Linked DNA regions of Mus musculus: all the other regions are linked to region 2. The links are chromatin contacts, called in public HiChIP or PLAC-seq maps. All regions are on one chromosome and are shown on one strand. The core of a region is the stretch at or near the end of the contact, and the rest is flanking DNA. Distances in the headings are between cores, read along the strand shown.

Evidence for each region. HiChIP or PLAC-seq counts read pairs in DNA pulled down with a chosen protein or histone mark.
Region 1: a FOXA1 HiChIP or PLAC-seq map of pancreatic cancer cells shows a contact between it and region 2. The contact joins the promoter of Nrf1 here to the promoter of Prrt4 in region 2. A contact is called at or near these places in 1 of 39 promoter capture datasets (liver) and 1 of 115 datasets of contacts at active chromatin or transcription factors (pancreatic cancer cells).
Region 3: an H3K27ac HiChIP or PLAC-seq map of embryonic stem cells shows a contact between it and region 2, with 3 times the contacts expected there. The contact joins the enhancer-like site here to the promoter of Prrt4 in region 2. A contact is called at or near these places in 1 of 39 promoter capture datasets (cranial neural crest), 4 of 115 datasets of contacts at active chromatin or transcription factors (embryonic midbrain, embryonic stem cells and neural tube) and 2 of 9 other capture datasets (embryonic stem cells and pancreatic islet).

The regions. Positions count from the first base shown.
Region 1 is chr6:30,045,902-30,049,730 of GRCm38.p6, reverse strand. Nrf1 (nuclear respiratory factor 1) reads right to left here and starts at 1,743. Exons shown (of 12, transcript NM_001164226.1): 1 at 1,618-1,743.
Region 2 is chr6:29,177,160-29,181,091 of GRCm38.p6, reverse strand. It overlaps Prrt4 (proline-rich transmembrane protein 4), which reads left to right and starts at 1,508. Exons shown (of 5, transcript NM_001101443.1): 1 at 1,508-1,635; 2 at 3,261-3,932. The coding sequence starts at 3,324.
Region 3 is chr6:28,548,952-28,552,579 of GRCm38.p6, reverse strand. The region is part of intron 10 of Snd1 (staphylococcal nuclease and tudor domain containing 1); the gene reads right to left. Among named protein-coding and RNA genes, the nearest start is that of Snd1, 70 kb to the right of the region's middle. Within about 2 kb of position 1,814, at least 23 of the 459 cell types and tissues checked have an H3K27ac peak or open chromatin away from gene starts, as enhancers often do. A contact at or near this core is called in embryonic stem cells, where this site is marked.

The DNA.
Region 1 (3,829 bases), core at 494-2,993, 870 kb before region 2:
ATGACGATTATACACTTACTTTGTACTCATTAACTAGCCATATTTCTACTACTTTATAGGGTAACTTGTCAAGAACTTTCAAACAATGTTAGGGAGTCAGGACATAACTAAATGAAAAAGCAAAATCAACACTCATTTAATATATATGTCACCCCTCTTCTCTTCCCCGGAGTGAGGAACAATCCATTAACTTACTGTTTATGACTAAAGGAAAAGGCATTTAAAAGGATCTGCCGAAGATTGGAAAAAGGACCAAAAAGGACCACTCCTCCAAGGACAAAAGCTGTCCCCATTCTCCTACAGAGCACTGTCCCAACTGACAGGTTCACTCCCACCAACTTTCTCCAATAAATGGAGATTTAAACACTAAAATGGAAGTTTTGCTTTGCCTACTTAAAAAAAAAAAAAAATCGGCCCAACCGATACCAACTCTAACATAAGCCATCATCAGTACAAGATACTTTAATGGCAGGGAAGATGGGGATGACCTGCTAACAGCTCCTCCAACTGGTCAGAGCAGATAGCCTTTGAAGCTCTAACAACATTAATGTATGTTTAACATTTTCAAGTTCTGGTGGGTAGTCAGATGCACCGAACAAAGTTTGGGGCCAGCAGCAACGACACAACAGGTGAGAAACAGTGGACATCACTACAGAACATGCAATGGCAAACCCACGAATCCACGAAAGCCTGGGAGATGTGGGAGAGAATCAAGCACAAGACCACCCCAGACCCCCTGTTTTATCCGAGGCAAAGGCTCCGTTCCTTCTTAAGGGGTGCGCCACCTCCCCCTCCTGTCCCCCGGAGACCACCACGCCAGTCCCAGGAAGAACCCAGGCCCCTCGGTGGGTATCTCCGCCGGAGAGGAAAAACACAATGTCGCTCCTTATTTCTGCGTACAAAAGGACTTTGCGCCCTCCTCCTCCTCCTCGAACTGCCGCCTAGGCGCCTCCTCACAACTTGCAAGAAGGTGGGCAGCGCGCCATATTCAGCGCCCCCCAGTCCACCTGGGTAACCATCCCACGCCACCCCGGCGGGAGGGAAGCTTCGGAGGTCGCCCGGCCGAACCACCAGCCTCCTCTCCCGCCAGAGACAGCCACTCCCGCGCCCCGCCCGGCCGCACCGAGCCACCGGCGGGCCAGAGCCGGGAAGAGCCGAGGGGGCGAGCGCCGAGCCGCCGCTCCGGTCCCGCGCAGCCCACCCACCTCCCGCTCCCGGGCCCGGCGCGCTCTCCCGGGCCGCCGGCTCCCGAGCCCGCAGAAGGAAGACCAGGCCCGGGGTTCCACGGCGCGGAGGAGGCCGCGGCCGGGAGAACCCGAGGCGGTAGGGGAGGCCGGAACCCTGGGGCTCTCGGGAGGGCAGCCGCCTCCCTACCGAGCCCGCCAGGACGCCCGGGGCCTAGTGCGGCCTGCGCATCCTCGGGGTGGCGGTTTGGCTGGGCCGGGCCCGGGCCCGGGCCCCCCGCCCCAGGCAGGCCGAATCCGGCGGGGGCCCAGGCCCCGAGCCGGGGGCGGCAGGGTGCCGGCTGCGGGGCGGGCCGGCCGGCCGGCGGGCGGGCGGCGTGTTGCGGCTGCGCCGGGGCTGAAATAGCTGGAGATTGCGCGGTAGGGCACTCACCTCAGAGCGGCTGCGCTACCGTGGGCCTGCGCCGTGGAGACTGCGACCGCGCCGGCTCCTCGCAGCCTCCTGCCACCAGCGGCAATGGCGAGCGCTGCCGCCTCTGCCGCCGCCGCCGCCGCCGAGGAGGGGGAGGGGAGGGAGGAGGCACGCACGCGACGCACGGCTCGGCTTCCCCGCCCGGAGACCGCCATGATGGCGAGGCCAGCACGGCTCTGCGGCTCCGGGGAGGGGGCTCTCGGCGGCGCTCTCTGAGACCCCCGGCCGCCTCGTCGGCCTCTGGTGCGGCTCGGCAGCGCTGGCCGGGGCCCGGACCAGGAGGGCAACCGGCTGAGCAAGTCGCGGACGCGGCGGCGAAGTGGTTCATGCCGCCCAAGATGGTTGCTAATCCGAAGGAGCCCTCCGCTCGGAGCCGAGCGCGGGGAACTGAGACCTCCGCTCCAAAGCGGCTCCCCCACATTTTACTCGGCGCGCCTTTGCGTAGTCGCCTCGACCCCTCTCTGAAATGCGCTTTGTTTCTCTGTTTCAAAGCCCCAACCAGATCTGTAAACGGGGAACTTTGGTACAAAGCAATATGGTAATTTATTCTCTCGTTCCTTAGACCAACATTTCTAAAGGGCCCCTTTCCGTACTGGATGCTGTTATGGGTGCTCCGAAGTGCACCTGTTAGCAAACCAAGGCTCTATTTAATAAAAATAAAAAAGTAAGTTCTTGCCCTTGCTTTCTCGGCGCTTAGATGAAGCAATAGGGTATCCTAGTATGCCTAACAAGTGAGCAGACAGTGGGAAAATGAAAGGTTGGGGACATGGGGTAGTTTGGGTTGCTTTTGTTATGTCATCAGGAGCCCCCATCAGAACCACCGGGAGTCCCAGCTCCAACTGAAACCTAGAATCTGCATTTTTAACACTTCTGGGAGATTTAATGTGCACTAGATAAATGCCCCACATGGTGTCAGAAAACAGCTTAACAAATAAGCAAACATTTTTTTAATTGGATACCTTTGTCTTATGTAGTTTTTTTTTTTTTTTTTTTTTAGTCCAAGACAGGATTTCTCTGTGTAGACCAGGCTGTCCTGGAACTCACTCTGCAGACCAAGCTGACCTCCAACCCAGAGATCATCTGCCTCTACCTCCCCAGTGCTGGGATTAAAGGCGTGTGCCACCACTGCCCAGCTTAACTGAATGCCTTTTTCCCTTAACGGTTTCTTTTCTCTTCCTTCCTTCCTTACTTCCTTCCTTTCTTTTTTTTTCTTTTTCCTTTTTTTTGGTTTTTAGAGACGGTTTCTCTGTGTAGCCCTGGCTTGGCTGTCCAAGAACTCTGTAGACCAGGCTGGCCTCAAACTCAGAAATCTGCGTGCTTCTGCCTCCCCAGTGCTTGGATCAAAGGCGTGCGCCACCACTGCCTGGCACCCTTAATGTTTTCTAAATCAAACCGATATCACTGTCACTACCCATCCCTGTAGGAATAATGTCTGCTCTTTCCTCTTTGCCTCAATGATTTTTTTTTTTTTTTTTTTTTTTTTTTGAGATAGGGTCTCAACTATGTAGCCCAGGATGGCCTGAAACTCACCATAAAGACCAGACTGGCCTGGCCTCTAACTCAGAGATTTTTATCCTGTCCTTGCCTTCCAAGTTCTGGGATTAAAGACATGGACCCTCTGCCTGGCCATCCAATGACATCTTTAAAGCGTTGTTGCCTCTTTCTGACTTTGGTCCAGGCTGCTTTCGTGTGGAGGTGCTGCACTTAGACTCTGAACTGGCTCCCAGACCCTGGACTTGCTCTCCCCAGCCCCTTCTGCACACTTCAACTTGAATGGACTCTTTTCTTCATTTTTTTAAAAAAAAGCAGATCGTAGCTGGGCGTGGTGGCACACGCCTTTAATCCCAGCACTCGGGAGGCAGAGGCAGGTGGATTTCTGAGTTCGAGGCTAGTCTGGTCTACAGAGTGAGTTCCAGGACAGCCAGGGCTATACAGAGAAACCCTGTCTCAAAAAAAAAAAAAAAAAAAAAAAAAAAAAGCAGATTGTGTTGTGTTATTTCCCTGTTTGGGATGTCTAACGTCTAAAATCCTTGAAGGTGGCTTTGAGAACTTTGATGTCCTCACCCACGGTGCCATCTCTGACTTCATCTGCTGCGTCTCTCTCAGGCTACAGAAGAACTGGGAAGCTGTTGGATCATAGAGATCAAGGAATACTACCCCTCTGCTCAGAACA
Region 2 (3,932 bases), core at 259-2,758:
TCAGGATAAATCCCAGATTCACAGTCGGACTCTGAGAGCTTGGTGGGAGACCCAATTTGATCTTGAATCTATTGGTGGCATGAGTTCTGTGATCCAAAAATGAGTCTCAGATGCCTTTCTGAATTGCAACACATTGCCTGCTCTTCCCCTGACCAAAATATTATGCTATGTCTCTGCTTTCTGGGGCAGGACTAGCTCACTTTTGTCTACCTGTCTACTGAGGCTGGTTATCAGGTAGCCTGAGCTGGCCTCAAAAATCCCTCCATGGCCAACAACAGCAGTCTTGAACTTGGATCCTTTTGCCTTTACCACCTGAAGGGTGATGCTGGGTTTTTGTCTTCACACCCAGCAAAATGGGCAAGTCTTTTGCAGTTTGGTCTGTCAGCCTTTCTGTCTGTCTGGTTGGTTGGTTGGAGTTGTTTGTTTGTTTGAGAGAGTATCAATTTGTGAGTGTGACTGATCTCAAACTTTCAATCTTTCTGCCTCTGCCTGCCAAGTGACAGAATTAAAGACATTTCCCTCCCTCCCTCTCTCCCTCCCTCCGTGTGTGTGTGTGTGTGTGTGTGTGCGCGCGCGCGCGCGAGCGCCCGCATGTGCGCCCGCACGCACGTTTCTATCAAATTCACCGTTTTGGAAGAAAGAAAACATGAAGGGATTTAGAGACTCCAGACTAACAAACAAGCCACACTTTTTTTTTTTTTTTTTTTTTTTTTTCGAGACAGGGTTTCTCTGTATAACCCTGGCTGTCCTGGAACTCACTTTGTAGACCAGGATGGCCTCGAACTCAGAAATCCGCCTGCCTCAGCCTCCAACAAGCCACACTTAATCCTGTCAGTCAACAATACAGCCTTTAGATAGTGCAGCAGGCTTAGCGACTGCTCAGTACTCTTAGCTAGCAGTGCCATGAGGCTGGCTGGGTGCTCTTTCTTTGTTTCTATGTTCTTCTACCACGTCTTATTGGAGACAAATTGTGATCCACCTCGCACACCAGCTTGTCTCACTATTCTCTCCCACAGATATTTCTGAAGCTGAGTATTTTGGAGAGATTTTAGCAAAAGGAGACGCTATGAATGGGGATTGACATTTGGCAGTTGGCCTGCGAAGAAGCGTAGGAGGCCTTCCTCGGTGGTTGTATGTTTGCAAACCACCAGGTGGTGAAGAAGGCAAGCAGAAAGACTGAGTTCAAGTCTCCGCCAAACTGAGCAATCTTAAGCAATTTGATAAGTTCTGGGGACTTATCTATCTCTAAAATGGGAACACATTTGTTCCCATTGTTGTAAGGGAGAGCAGTAAGTCTTTATCCAGGGTTCAACGGAGTGGATTTTGATTGCTTGGGATACTAACCTATGCCAGACTACTGTTGCATGTGTGCACGTACTTGTGTGCGTGTGAATGTGTGTGTGTGCGCGCGCGCGCCCAGTGCCCTCGCCTGAGGGTGTTTCTCGGGAATGGCGTGCTTGTGGGTGTGTGCGTTGGGCTGTCCTCCGAGCCTGTGGCTGCCAGCGCCAGGCTGAGAACGAGGCACCGACTCTCCCGCAGCTGATTGGCAGCGCTGGGTGAATGAGTGCGCGTGGGGCCGGAGCAGCGAGGTGGCCGTGGCTCCGCGCTGATGTGCGCGCCCGCCTGCCGGCCCGGGTAGGGGCGGACCGCGAACAGCGGGCGGGCTAGGAGGAGGGAGAGGAGGGAGGGCGCGGGAGGCAGCGGGGAGGGCTGCAAGAAGCCCGGCAGCTGCGGGGCCCGGGCGCGGGCGCTGGGCCGGGGAGCCGGGCTCACAGCCAGGAGGCGGCGCCGCGGGGAGGGAGCGGAGTGCGGATCGCGAGCGCAGCCCGGCCGCCCGCCGCCTGCTAAGAGCGCTGCGGGTCGCAGACCCAGCCGGGGACAGACCGGCAGCTGCTGCGATCGCCCGGCAAGCCAAAGGGAATCCGGGGACTCTGAGCTCGAGTCCCGGCTTTGGGCGCAACGGAGAACAGGCTAGACTCGCCGAGCCTTGCCCTGCTGGGGCCCCCTGAGCCAGGGTGCCCCTTCTCCCGGGGGTTGGCCCCGGGGACTCGCCCGAGCGAGAGAAGCAGGTCCGTCGGTCTGGACTGGGGAAGCGGGAGTGTGGTGTGCGCACGCGCGTGTGCTTGTGTGCCTGCGAGGGGTGGGTGTGTAAGGGGCGTGAGATGGGGTTGATAGAAATGATGGTGTGTGGTGTATATGTACAGTGTGTTAGGATTGTGTGTGTTGCTGACTGCATATGCAGAGAGAGAGAGAGAGAGAGAGAGAGAGAGAGAGAGAGAGAGAGAGAGAGAGAGAGAGCGAGCCTACGTAGGAGGGAAAGGGGCGCATCAGGGTGGAGTGTGTATATGTGCAGGAGTGTGTGAAGGGTGCGTGGGTGAGTGTGTCACGGGTGCTAGGTGCGGCTGTGTGTGTGTGTGTGTGTGATGTAAGGGTACTGGGTGCACGTGTGTCCCTGGTTCATTCTCCCTTCCCCCACCAGATGTGTTCTGGGGAGGGGGGTAGCCTTTCTGCAGCTGCTGCCCCTTACCGAGCTTGCCTGCCTGACCTCCTTTCCTACGGAGCCAGAAAGGGTTAATGGTCCCTCCCTCAAAAACTCCTGAGGTCATGGGGAGGGTAGCTGCAGGCCAAACCCCTAGAAAGAGGGGAAAGGCTCCGGAGAGCCTCTGCTAGGCCCGGGACCCTGCTTCGCTGGCTGTATGGCCTTGCAGGTCAGATCACTCAGGCTTGTGACCTGCCCTTTCTGAGGGCCTTGTGCACCAGTGGTTTCTTGCTGGGTCTGGAGGTGGGGATCAGGAGCGAACCGGAAGGGTCTGCATTCTTTACCACTGTATTACTGGGACGATGCTTGATATACAGTGGGCCTCAGTAGATATTTGAGAGATGGGGGGTGGGGGATGGAGAAAGCTGGGTAGAGGGGTGGGTGAGGAGGGAGGGAATCTGCCTCTGGGAGGTTAAGTTGATTCCCTCTGTTCTGGCTCAGGATGAGGCTCCTGCTTGTAGTCAGACTTCTGGTCAGACATCAGGCCCCCTTGTGGGAAGGCTGGGTGTGCATGGCGGTAGTGTGTGCAGGGAAGAGATTTGCCCTGGAGCCTGCAGGTAGTGGAGAGGGGGCTGGCAAGAAGAGTTGCCATGCCTCTTTTAGGCAGAACACGTTGCCTGTGTTCCTGCACCTGCTTCTCTGTGATTAGAGCCATTGCCTGGGGCATCTGATCCGGGAAGAGGCGGGTGGAGGCCTTGACTCCCAGCACTTCTCCCTCTAGGACCCCTGAGCTGCTGAAGAAGTGAGCTCCCTGCCCACCCGCGTTGCTGAGCCAGGTGGGGCCATGGCAGGCCGCAGCTGCCTGGAGCTGGGGCTGTTCTGCTGGGTCCTGCTTGCCGTACCTGTGGGTCCACAGCCTGCTTCCTCTGTACCAGGTGCCCCTCTTACTACTCTGACCCCACCACCTCAGAGTGAGGCCTCTATGCTCTCTCTCAACCTGGGGCTAAACTTCAAATTCCATCTCCGGGGACCTGCTGCTGTCTGGGGAAATCCTGTCACCGAGACCCATCCTCTCTCTCCTGGACTAGGCCAGGAGTCTGAGGAAGAGGAGGAAGGCGATCTGAGGACTGATCCCCTTTGGGAACTGCTGGTGGGGTCCCCTGGGAACTACCTCCCAGAGTGGGGCTCTGCTGAAGGCAGCTTTACACCCTGGGCTTCCTCCCTGCCTCCCGAATCCACATCCCGCCTCTCAGGGCCCACCAAGCGGCCCACTGCTCACTCTCAACCTAGGATGGGCACCGTGACCTGGGCCACTGCTCTGACAGCGACAGCACCTCCAACCAGTGCTCCCAGGCCTCATCAGAGTGAGCTTGAGCTGAAGTTTGATGTAGCTTTAAGAGCAGGTGCAGCCCCCACTCTTGGTCATCGGTCGTTACCTCTGCTGCCCAGCCTG
Region 3 (3,628 bases), core at 565-3,064, 630 kb after region 2:
TAAGAACCTGAGCAAGACAGAGGGCACAGAGAGAGGTCAGAGAACAGTAAATGATGGTGCCGCCAACTCCAGAAACAACAGAGAATCACTACAGCTCAACGAGACTGAGAAGTGGAAAGAAACATGAACACACAGCATGAGCAAGATTTAGATAAGTTGAAAATGTTACAACTGTGTGATAGTGATGATTAAAGGAACAGAGAAAAGAGAGATGGGCTGGAAAAGGTAAATGCACAAGGTTCGGGGGATTAACCACCAAGTCCCACCAGGAGGTTGTTAAAATCCCACAAATATGATTTGAAAGAAAGAGGCAAGGGGATCTCTGGCTCAAGGAATGGAAGGAAATATAATTTGTAAGACAGAGAAGAAAGAAATCAAATGCAACAAGACAGGCACATGCTGTCTTTTCCAGTTTAAAATATCCCGACCAAGATCAGTGGCGTGTCCATTTTAGGAAACTGCTCTGTCTAGATACTCAGTGTCTTGACCTCATCACAAGGAGCCAGCCTTGCTGGCCAGTGACCTCTCAGCTGAGAAGCAGATCACAGCAGTGATTTAAGTGATGGCACCTGGATAGTAATCTCAAAAACAGCACATGCACATTTTGGAATCTTAAATAGGTGAGTTATGCCCATTTCCTAATAGAAATTTTTTTCAGCCTTCAATAAAGGAAGTTTCAAGTGTTCATCTCAAAAATGCCCAGATCAAACAATTTGGAACCGGGTACAGAAAGCCTCTGCCAGCACTCTGACACGTTCCATGTCTTTTGATCACACTGCCGCAGTCCCCAAATCTCTCCATTGGAAACGGGTGGAATGCTATATCCATTTCAAAGAGCTTTTGCTTGTCTCCAAGGTCCTTAATGCCAAGCTGGAGTCCCTCTCTAATTTGCTGTTTGCCTTATGTTTCCAGTTACAAGCCTGAGATCACAGTTACCGGGTTTATTGGTTTGCCCGTACTTTGCTTAGGGACTCTAACCTCACAGCTTTCTCTTGGTATGCATCTTAGTGGCCACATGGTCTGACTGAGGATCCAGAAGGACCACTCATCTTTCTTTCAAAAGTCAAAACTAGAGGGAATGGGCTGAGAACCACTTGTAACTGTGTCTAAATGGCAAAGCACACCAGGGTCCTACACAACAGATGGAGTTATCAGAACCTGAATCAGCCTTGCCTCTGAAAAAAAGCTTTTGAGATTTCCAGGGCATCCTTAGTAATGTACTTACCTGCAGTTCCTCTCTGCCAAAGTGCCTGTCCAAGAATCCCAGGGGGCACAGACCTGGGAGAGACACCCAAAGTAAAAGCAGCAAGGACACAAGCTTAGAAAGACCCTTCACTGCCCAGGCCTGAATGTTTACAGGCCGTGATGTGAAAGAATCTTTATGGTGAGTTCAGAGTGAAGAAGCTCAAGGACAGGGAATGGAAATGAACAGACAGCAATAGCAGTACAGGACCAGCTTCTACCCTTGGACTTCCACTTTTCCTGAGTACCAAGCCAGAGACAGAGTCCAAGGGAGAAAAGGGAGAGCCAGACACACTGCACAACAGAGCCAGAGAAGAGGCTCTGCAACCAAAAGCAAACGTAATCCACGAAACACCCGGGGCTGAGCAAACACTCTACCTGTTTTTTAGGTAAATTTCAGCTCCATCTCTCTGTGCCAACAACTACAATAGCACTCCAAGAGCAGACTTCAGGAGGAAATAAGTCAGCCCCTGCACTGGATGCCTGGGGGCTGTTTCCTTTGTCATTAACACTCCAAGTGTAACACAAAGCCTATGGAAGCTCTGGGCTATGGAGCACTAGGCTTTCCAGTTTCAGATCAAAGCCAAGAGCTCCCTAGGAAGCCCTAAGATTGCACAATGTACTATCTCCTTCAAGGCAGCAGCTCAGAAAAGCCAGAGCCTTTCTCTAAGACTTACTTCTTTATGGCAAACAACTGGATAAAGCAAGCTCTGCCTTTAGAGAAACCCCAATGCCTGTGCAGGTTCACAAGAGCATCACATGTAAGTTGTAAACAGGCTTTCAGCCTGAAGGAGTGCATAGCTCCTAAGAGCGGACACTAGATTCACCCTGAACCATCCAGAAGCAAGACCAACACCTGCAGTCACACCCACCCGAATGCTTGAGGGACTACTAACTACACACACTCATGCATTTAATCCTCCCATCCCACCAGCCACCACGAACCACACTCCTATCACAACACAGGATCTGCCAGGCAATCCAGGAAAGCCCTAGGAGAAAAAACAGTTGCTCTGGTGTTTTAAATGCTTCGTCTAGCTCAATTAGAAAATAACCAGAGCAGAAGGGAGAAAGTACAGTTAGCCCTGGGCAAAACCTTGTTTCCCTGTAAAATTTAAGAAATGGTACCCCCCCCATCCAATTTTTCCTATTACACCACCCTGACTCCACCCCACCCCAGAGCCCCCACACCCACACCCCACTGCCATGCTATTTCTAGATGTTGTCCAGAAGATGTGCTTAACTAATGATAGACTACTAAAATTTCTAGGGAAGGAGGAAGAGAAACAGTGAAGCGAATGTGCCACATACTTTTCTAAAAGTAACATCACTGGGTCCTCATCTGGAGCTCAGGTCAGCCGGCCGTATGGCAGGAATTGCTAAGGCCATCTGCCTGCCCATCACACTGCTCACTCAAGTCTCCTCTGTTATCTATCCTCCAGCTTCTGCATCTGCATTCTCTCCCACATGGCTCTTTTGCTTAAGAGTGCTCATACCATAAGCAATTGGATTATACCTTTCTCCATTTCCAAGCCATTGACCCTCGAGAAAGTACCTGGTTACTTACACAAAAGGTAATTTCCCAAGTGCATGCCTGGAGGCCTGGTACAATCCACCTACCACATACCTTCATCCCCAAACCATCCTAGCATTCGGGGTTTCTGAGACTACAGGGCTACTCCCCATCTCCCAACAATACACCATCTTTTCCTTGGAGAGCCTACCAGATCTTGGTCTAACTAGGGCAGGAATATATTCTTGTGCAAGCTGCATCTTACACAAGGGCATCGAGCCAAAGGGACAGAGACAGAAGAGGAGCTGAAATTCAGCTTCCCCTCTGTGTGCCAAGCCCTGACTGAGCTGAGGCTCTAGGGGAAAGGACATCCCTTTCTGATTTGTACTAACATACCAAATGAACTAGCACAGGTACTAAACCTCAGTAAGAGCTCTACTTTGAATATTTTTAAGTTAAAAAACAAACAACAACAACAACAACAACAACAACAAAAGAGAACTATTTTTTTTCCTCTCTATGTAGCCCTGACATGCTAACTGTCCAGGAACTCTGTATATAGACCAGTCTGGCCTCGAATGCACAGAGATCCACCTACCTCTGCCTACAAGAGGCTGGAATTTAAGGTGTATACCACTATGCCTGCTTCTACCTTGAATACTCAATTTGGGCTTCTTAGTTATGTCTGCTGCCCAAGCTTCAACATCTATATAAATTACAGCACCATTGGGAACTAGAGACAAGTTTTCTTCCTATACCCATACTGTAAATCTTTGTAAACTTTAGAATAAATGTTGAAGAGAATCTCATGCTCTTCGTAAGAGCTCGTGGGAATTCTTCTAAGGAGGAAGGAAAATCCTCTGAACCCTCCAG